Regions from separate parts of the Gossypium hirsutum genome. Here region 2 is linked to region 1. Evidence: chromatin contacts called from public Hi-C data. All regions are on one chromosome and are shown on one strand. Each heading gives the region's core, a stretch centred on a gene start, on an enhancer-like site or on the middle of the called end of the contact. The rest is flanking DNA. Distances are from core to core; before and after follow the strand shown.

Region 1 (4,008 bases), core at 447-2,946:
TTCTTGATCTAAAAAATAATATTATATTTTACAAAATTTTGCATCACAAGGAGCTAAAATATAAGCTCTTAAAGAGCTTTTTACAGTTTTTTTACAATATTAGCTCTTCAAGAGCATATAATCATTTTATTATATAACCTTAATGAATACTTAATTTATTTTAAATAAAATTTTATTTATTCATATAAAAATAAAATGAATAGGTATAAATAAAACATATAATAAACGTAACAAATAATAAATTCATGCCAATAATAAATCATTGTGGTTAGATAATATATATTTTATATATCACACCACAACAAAATACAAAATATTATAATGTCAAATTAAAATAACTTTACAGCCATAAAAGTTTAAACATAAACATTTTCTAACATCCACCTCTTATGACATAATTTCATCTCAAATCTTACAATGATATAAAATTATCATAGATAGGGTGAATATCCCAAAGTTCATGACAAGTAAGTATTTTTACTCACATTCTACAATAATCATATATCTTAATCAAAATTATAATTAAACCAATCAATTCTATTAAAAATAAAAATAAAAATTATCTCTATATAAAAATCCCAATAACTAAATTCATGAAGGGTTTTATAAATTCATAGAGATATATATAGTGAATTATATAAATTGAACTTTTTAATAGAAATCAAATCAAATTTCAAAAGAAGTTAATTAGATTGACTTACGTTAACATGGATGAGAAGTAGTGATTATAAACATCCTTTGTAATGAAGAGAAATAAATCATCCCCAAGCAAATATCAAAAAGCAAACTTTGAGGGTGAACCTTACTTCTCGATTTCATATAGATAACGGTATCAAATCTTTCACCATCCTTAAGAACAAAAAGTAAAATAAGTTAACCAAAACAATAATAACATATAATAAAAGAAGAATGAAAAATAATAATCAAATATGAAATATTAAATAAAAGAAACTTCCTATAAAAATTTTGCATCTTGCTGTCAATGATATTGAAAATCATGAAGGATAAATTTGATTATCGGTAAAAGGAACTATCACTTTGAGCAATATCATGCTGATAACGTGTTATAAAATAAAGAGAGATGGAGAGAATAAAGAACAAAGAAAACATAAAAGCAATAGAGAATGTACTTTATTAATCAAAAAGGGTGATTACAATGCTCCATCAGAATCTTTATTTATAGGCATAAGAAGTATAAAAGAAGTAGAGATCTAATTCTAATAACTATTAGAATTTAAAGTACATTAAAATTTTATCTTGATTATGATAGACATTCACTTAATAAGATGTTCATAAAAAAATTATACTTTTTACGGCATTTTAAGTTTTTTCACTAATTTCAAAATATTAAAATTAAAAACATAATTTAAATATTTTCAGGATGAAATATAATTTAATAATAATAAATAAAGCAAAAATCCACACATTAGCAAGAAGAAAAAGAAATTGGAAGGGTTATAGTTGTGTGAAAGAAAGTGAGGAAAGGAGACAACAAAACTAAGACATCAAATCAAATACCTTTCCACACTTTCTCCTTGATTCTGTTACTTAGTCGTGAGAAAGAAGGAAGAAAAGATAAAACACTTTGACGGGGACACCCCCCCCCCCAATATTTTAATTAATATAATACACCACTTTTTTGCCTTTTCCTTTTTCTTTTAAAGCCATGTTTGGTTGGATACATGCATGGATGGTTCTCTCCGTTTTCTATTAAGATATTAAAAATTACTTAGATTACAACATCCTTAATGCCATATCTCCCATCCAAACATTACTCAAGGGAGAATTCTTGTTCTTTGTATTAGAAATCAGATTATATTTTATCTCTTGTATTCAAAAAATACGCAAACTAATTCATGTACATTAGATTAAAGAGAAAAAAATTATCTTTTCTATTAAAACTTCTATCAATTTGTACTATAAAAACTAGCGCGGTTGATAAAATAATCAAATAGTAACATGTAACATGCTATATGTATCTCATACTATCATACATGGACTAATGTTTAACAACAGAAATGAATAAATTTTTTAACAGAATAACTAATTTACTCTTTGATGGATTAATTTACCCAATTTTTTGAATAAAAAGAATAAAATATAATCTAACACTTAATACAAAGACCTCCATAATACTTTTTTCTCTTTCATAAATATCAAATGATATGTATAGTTAAGAATGAAAGACATCATATTATTATATTGTCAAACAAAACGACGTATATTGAATATGGAATTCAAATAACGTCCTTAATAAAAAAGAACCAATACTATACCCAAACATAAGTTGAGAGGGAAAAGGACTAATTTTTGGAGCCATTTTAACTTTGATATTCCAAAGTGATGATATGATGAATGGTATGTTTGTGGTGGTGGGTGTGGGGTTATTCTCCTCCTCCCATCACTTTCAACCTTTTTACAATTTAATCGATTTCAACCCACCCCACCTTTTTCCTTCTCTAACTTCTTTACCTATAACAACAATATTTCATCACTCCTCTTCAAAAATCGAATATTTTGGCCTCTCATTCTTCAATTGTGATTGGGCATGGTGAGTGACACCAATCTTTTTTTCCTTTTTTCTTTTTGAGACATAATTATACCTTTCCAAAGGGGAGAAAAAGTAAAAATACATTTGAAAAAGAATTAGTTTTGATATTTCAACTGATGGAAAACTTTGTTTCTTTATAACAAACTAGCATTAGATCCCCTCTTATGCTGGGTTTTTTTTCTTTTTTTTTCTTTTAAATTAAATTTTATTAAATAATAATTATCAACTTCTTTATTTTTAAAATGCAGTAATATTAATATATATATTTATTATTTTAAAATCAAATTTATTAAGATATTGGGTACAGATTAATTTAAATTAATCCAATTCTTCATTTTCAAACAAATCATGTTTAAAACCCAAATCATATTCCGGGTAAACATATAGATTAATTCAAATGCAGCATAAATAAAATCAATTAACATATAAGCATATTTTTGAAAAGAAAAGACATAAAACCATGTTAAATATACCTAAAACATATGGATACCTAACTGCTTTCTATTTTTGTTTTCCTTTTTTTGCAAATTTCCTTCCCCCTCTCTCATTTTCATTTATTTATTGGGTAAATTAATTTTTAGTCCTTGAACTTAGTAATTTTTATCACCTAATCCCTAACGTTTTTTGGTTCACATTACTTTTGAAATTTGGCAACTTTTTTAAATTTGATCCTTAAATTTAGATTCCGTTAGAGTATTTGGATGAATTATTTAAAATTTTTGAAATTTTAAAATTCTAGCATTTTAGAATTCATTTTTTTTGGTGAAATAGAGCAAATACTAATCTAAATTACAAAAAAGTTATTCTGAAGAGGACTAAAACCCCTCAACATGTCTAATTCAATAAAAGCTAAAATCTCCCTTGGAGGTGAATCAAAAATTTTCAAGTCTTTTATATTCGCAAAAGCCAACTTTTCTAAATAATTTGCTATCTGGTTATGTTCTCTAGGGATGTAGTGCAAGATCCACTATCCTTCTTGAGACAAAATGTGTTCTATCCGTCTAATCAATGCTGAATACAAAGTATTTGATACGCTTCCTTGTATGGCTTTCACAACTTCTAAGCTATCAAATTAGATTATCACTTTATCATGACCATGAAGTCGAATGAGCTTAAAACCTTCCAAGATTCCCAAAGTTCCGCATCAAAAATTGAACCTAGCATTTGTAAGTGTTTTGTTTAGATAAATAATTGGTTTAGGAAAAAGTAAGCTATTGAAATTTTACAAATTAAAAAATAATTATAAAAGAAGAATAATTAGATTATAAATAAATAATATGAAATTTTTTTATATGCATATCATTATATTTGTCAAAATCTATAAATAGTATTAATAGAATAATATATATATTAGAATTAACTAAAAATAATTTTTGAAATTTAAGTTTTTTATCTTATAGTGGGATCATTTGTGTTAAATCAAATAAAATTATCAGTAATTTTGAAAAATCACTTTT
Region 2 (3,844 bases), core at 1,231-3,730, 69 kb after region 1:
ATTAGAGGATATTTTAAAATCACGATTTCTTCTTATGTTTCATACTTCATATTTCATATTTTCTCCGTATATTATCAATTTCAGACTTTTGTATGTGAAATTACTATTGAATATTTATATTTCCTTAATTGAATTGGCTTGACAAATTAATATGATGTTGATTTAGTTCGATAATAATTGAAGTATATTTTTTAAAAAATTAAATTATATGATTAAAAAATACACAACTTAAAACATTATAAATTTTAACAATTTTATTTTATCATTTTAACTTTTAAAAAGGAAAAAATAAGGCCTATAGGCCATTTTTTTAAAATTAGGGTTTTGGATCGATTTTATTTTTAATTAGAGATATAGGCCAATTTTATTAGGACGCGCTTTCCTATTCTCTCTTCCAGGGTTAGGGTTTTTATTTTATTAGGGTTAGAGTTTTTATTAGGGTTTTTATTTTGGGTTTAGAGTATTTTGAAAGTGTTCAGGATTTTCGAAAGAAATTCTTAGGTAATTTTAAGGGGTCGGGGATGTGATAACACGCCTCAGCACACTTACATTTCTGAACCATGCCAAGTAACCATCAACTGTCGTCGTGTCCACTGAGAAAAATTATTCGCGAACGGGTATGGACTGCATCCTAAGATCCCATACGTCGATGTGCTCCACGTGTCGCACCGACTAGTCAATGTTGTCCTTCCCCCACATGTCTACCTTGTGCAAATCCTTCAGATATTGCGGTGGCGGCGAAATTCGTTGCCTCCACTTGAACTGCCACAACACCCTATTTATTTCATGCATTTCCACTCTCGTGTACACTATCAACGACACCTTCACATCCCACATCTGCTGATTGCGCAACACTTCCGACGGAATACAGGATATGACATCGGTGTTGGCGTACGACATCCATTCAAACTGATAAGAAAAATTGTAAATATCGTTATTTATGAATTTCTTTTTTACGAATAATTACGTAATTAATATAGGTTCGAAAGAATAGGTAACTAACCTCGGCTTCATTGATCTAACAACAGCCTAATATCTTTTATTACCTTAGGCAGTCCCATGTAGCTCGGCCCATGGTTCCACCTGTACAAGCGATATGTTAATCGAAACATATAATAATAAAAATTATTGTACAAACTATGTATTTGTTAATAAATGATGTTTACCTCGTCACCAAGGGGAACATTTATAGGTCGACCACATTGAGATGTAAAAATGGTAGTCTCCACCAGGCCCACGACTATAGCAGGAGAAAACAATCACCGATCGACGTTGACCTCGGGTTCATGGCTCGACACATCTCTCGATATAACGTGGACAATATTGCAGATCCCTAACTTAGTTTCACGCAACCATTGAAGCCCACTAGATGTAGTAGCCACCTTACATGCACCAAATTTTGAGATTTGTCGTGCATTAAAATTCCCCTGATTAACCTCAAGATGTATGCTTGGGTGTATTGTTGTATCACCTCCTTCGTTCGATCTTTAAGGTTTTTAGGGAGCTCATCGAAATTATCCTTCAACTAGTTCATCAATTTTCAACCACCTTCGAACTTGTCCGAGACCTTCTTCAACAGTGATTGGCAGAGGGTCACTTTGTTCGGAACTATCCTAGATCCCGTGCTGACTGGTCCATCCACTGGCAAACCAAATTGTAGCGCTATGTCTTCGAGTGTGATTGTACACTCGCCGCATCGAAGGTGGAAAGTGTGTGTTTCGGGCCTTCATCTTTCCACTAATGCGCTAATTAGTTGCAAATTGAGTTTGTAGTCCCCGGACATGCTAGACGCATGTAAGAAAACAACCGCTTGCAAGTGGCCATGAATTTCAGGAATTACATGCTTTCTTATATTATGGATGAAATTATCCAGAACAGGATCATCTGTTTATTTACACAAAAAATTATAATTATAATAAAAAATTAAATTTAACATTATTGAAATTAACGAAATTTAAATTTCGGTTTTACCATTACTAATTAGGCAGCAGAAATATACTTGTCGTTGAATCGGATTAGAAAGGCGGTCATTCATAAAAATGAGATAATTTAAAAAATAAAAATTTTAATTAAATAAAAATATTGAAAATTTTTAAAAACAAGAGACTTGAGAGGGTTTGAGAGGATTGAGAGAGTTGAGAGAAGGATGTGAATGAAAAAATAAAAATTGAGGGGTATTTATAGGGTAAAAAAAGTTACTATTAGGGTTTTAAATTTTTTTTATCATTGGCGATAAGTTAAAAAAACTGTTGGGATTTACAAAGTGCGACTAATTAAGGGCGTTTTCTAACTAAATCGATCTATATCCCTAATTAAAATAAAAACCGACCCAAAACCTTAAGTTTTTTAGAAAAAATAGTCCTATAGTCGTTATTTTGCCATAAAAAATATTAAATATTAAAGTGTTAATTATTTCAAAAACAAAAACCAATTGTTTAACAAGTTTAAAATTGAAAGAAATCATATTTGTAGAGAGGAGCATATACGCATAAAAGAGAAAAAGGAAATCCTTTTGTGTATATAGTAGAGAATCTAAATTCACCACCTGTCGTTCCAAATGATCTCCTCCACAGTGGACCCCACTAACCCCCGACTTAGACAGCCAACAGTTCCCCTTTAGAGGGAAAATAAATAAATAATTAATTATACTATTGTCCTCCATAAAAGTCCCTTTTTCTTTTATAAAAAAAAAAAAATCTCTCCCTTGCACTTCTGATAAACAAACAAATATATATTTTTAGTTTACCTTCTTTTTTTCCTTTTTTAATCAAGAAAAAAAAAGTTTTTGGCTTTTTATGATACCCGGCGATGCCTACGCCGGTAAGTGTAGCGCGGCAATGCTTAACGCCAGAGGCAGCTCACGCGCTAGACGAGGCGGTGAGAGTCGCGCGACGGAGGGGACACGCGCAAACGACCTCGCTCCATGCCGTTTCTGCTCTTCTCTCTCTCCCTTCGTCCCCGTTACGTGACGCCTGTGCACGTGCTCGTAACGCGGCTTACTCCCCTCGCCTCCAATTCAAAGCGTTGGAGCTTTGCCTTAGCGTGTCATTGGACCGAGTCCCCTCGAGTCAACTCAGCAACGACCCGCCCGTCTCCAACTCGCTCATGGCCGCGATAAAGCGGTCTCAGGCGAACCAGCGAAGGCAGCCCGAAAATTTCCACCTTTATCGCGATATGTCGCAGCAAAATCCTTCCAGTATCTCGTGTGTCAAAGTGGAGCTCCAACACTTGATGTTATCCATCCTGGATGACCCTGTTGTTAGTCGGGTCTTCGGCGAGGCGGGATTTCGGAGCTCCGAAGTCAAGCTGGCAATCATCCGCCCCCTCCCTAATCTCCTAAGATACTCTCGACCACGTGGCCCACCGGTTTTTCTTTGCAATCTAGAAAATTCGGATCCGGGTTATGAAAACACCAGGTTTCCATGTCATGGCGGCTTCAGTTTCCCGTTCCCGGGTTTTGCATCTTTTTATGGAGGAGAAGAAAACTGTAAGAGAGTAGGAGAGGTTTTGGCGCGAAGGAGGAATCGACTACTTGTTGGTGTATGTGCAAACGATGCACTCGCCAATTTCACTGATTGTTTGGACCAAAAAAAAGATGGCTTCTTGATTAAAGGTATTTCGGGGTTAAACATAATTTGCATCCAAAATTATATTTCCAAGTGCACTACTAATCAAGGCTTTAATAAAGGGGAGATGGATTTAAAATTTGAAGAAATGGGTCGGGAAGTTGAAGGATCCGGATCCGGGTTGGTGGTGAATTACGGGGATCTGAAAAATCTTGTCAGTGACAAGAGTGAAAAAGATGATGATGATGATGATGACGACGACGACGACGACGACAAGG

Evidence for each region. A called contact is a pair of places that touch in the nucleus more often than the background predicts.
Region 2: a Hi-C map of leaf shows a contact between it and region 1, with 2.2 times the contacts expected there. The contact joins the promoter of LOC107960091 here to the enhancer-like site in region 1. A contact is called at or near these places in 8 of 34 Hi-C or Micro-C datasets (anther, callus, fibers and 2 more).

What each region holds. Positions count from the first base shown.
Region 1 is chrA05:43,516,300-43,520,307 of Gossypium_hirsutum_v2.1, forward strand. No RefSeq gene overlaps it. Among protein-coding and RNA genes, the nearest start is that of LOC121229127, 60 kb to the left of the region's middle. Within about 2 kb of position 1,697, at least 1 of the 9 cell types and tissues checked has an H3K27ac peak or open chromatin away from gene starts, as enhancers often do. A contact at or near this core is called in leaf, where this site is marked.
Region 2 is chrA05:43,584,691-43,588,534 of Gossypium_hirsutum_v2.1, forward strand. It overlaps LOC107960091 (protein SMAX1-LIKE 6), which reads left to right and starts at 2,481. Exons shown (of 3, transcript XM_016896303.2): 1 at 2,481-3,844. The coding sequence starts at 2,809.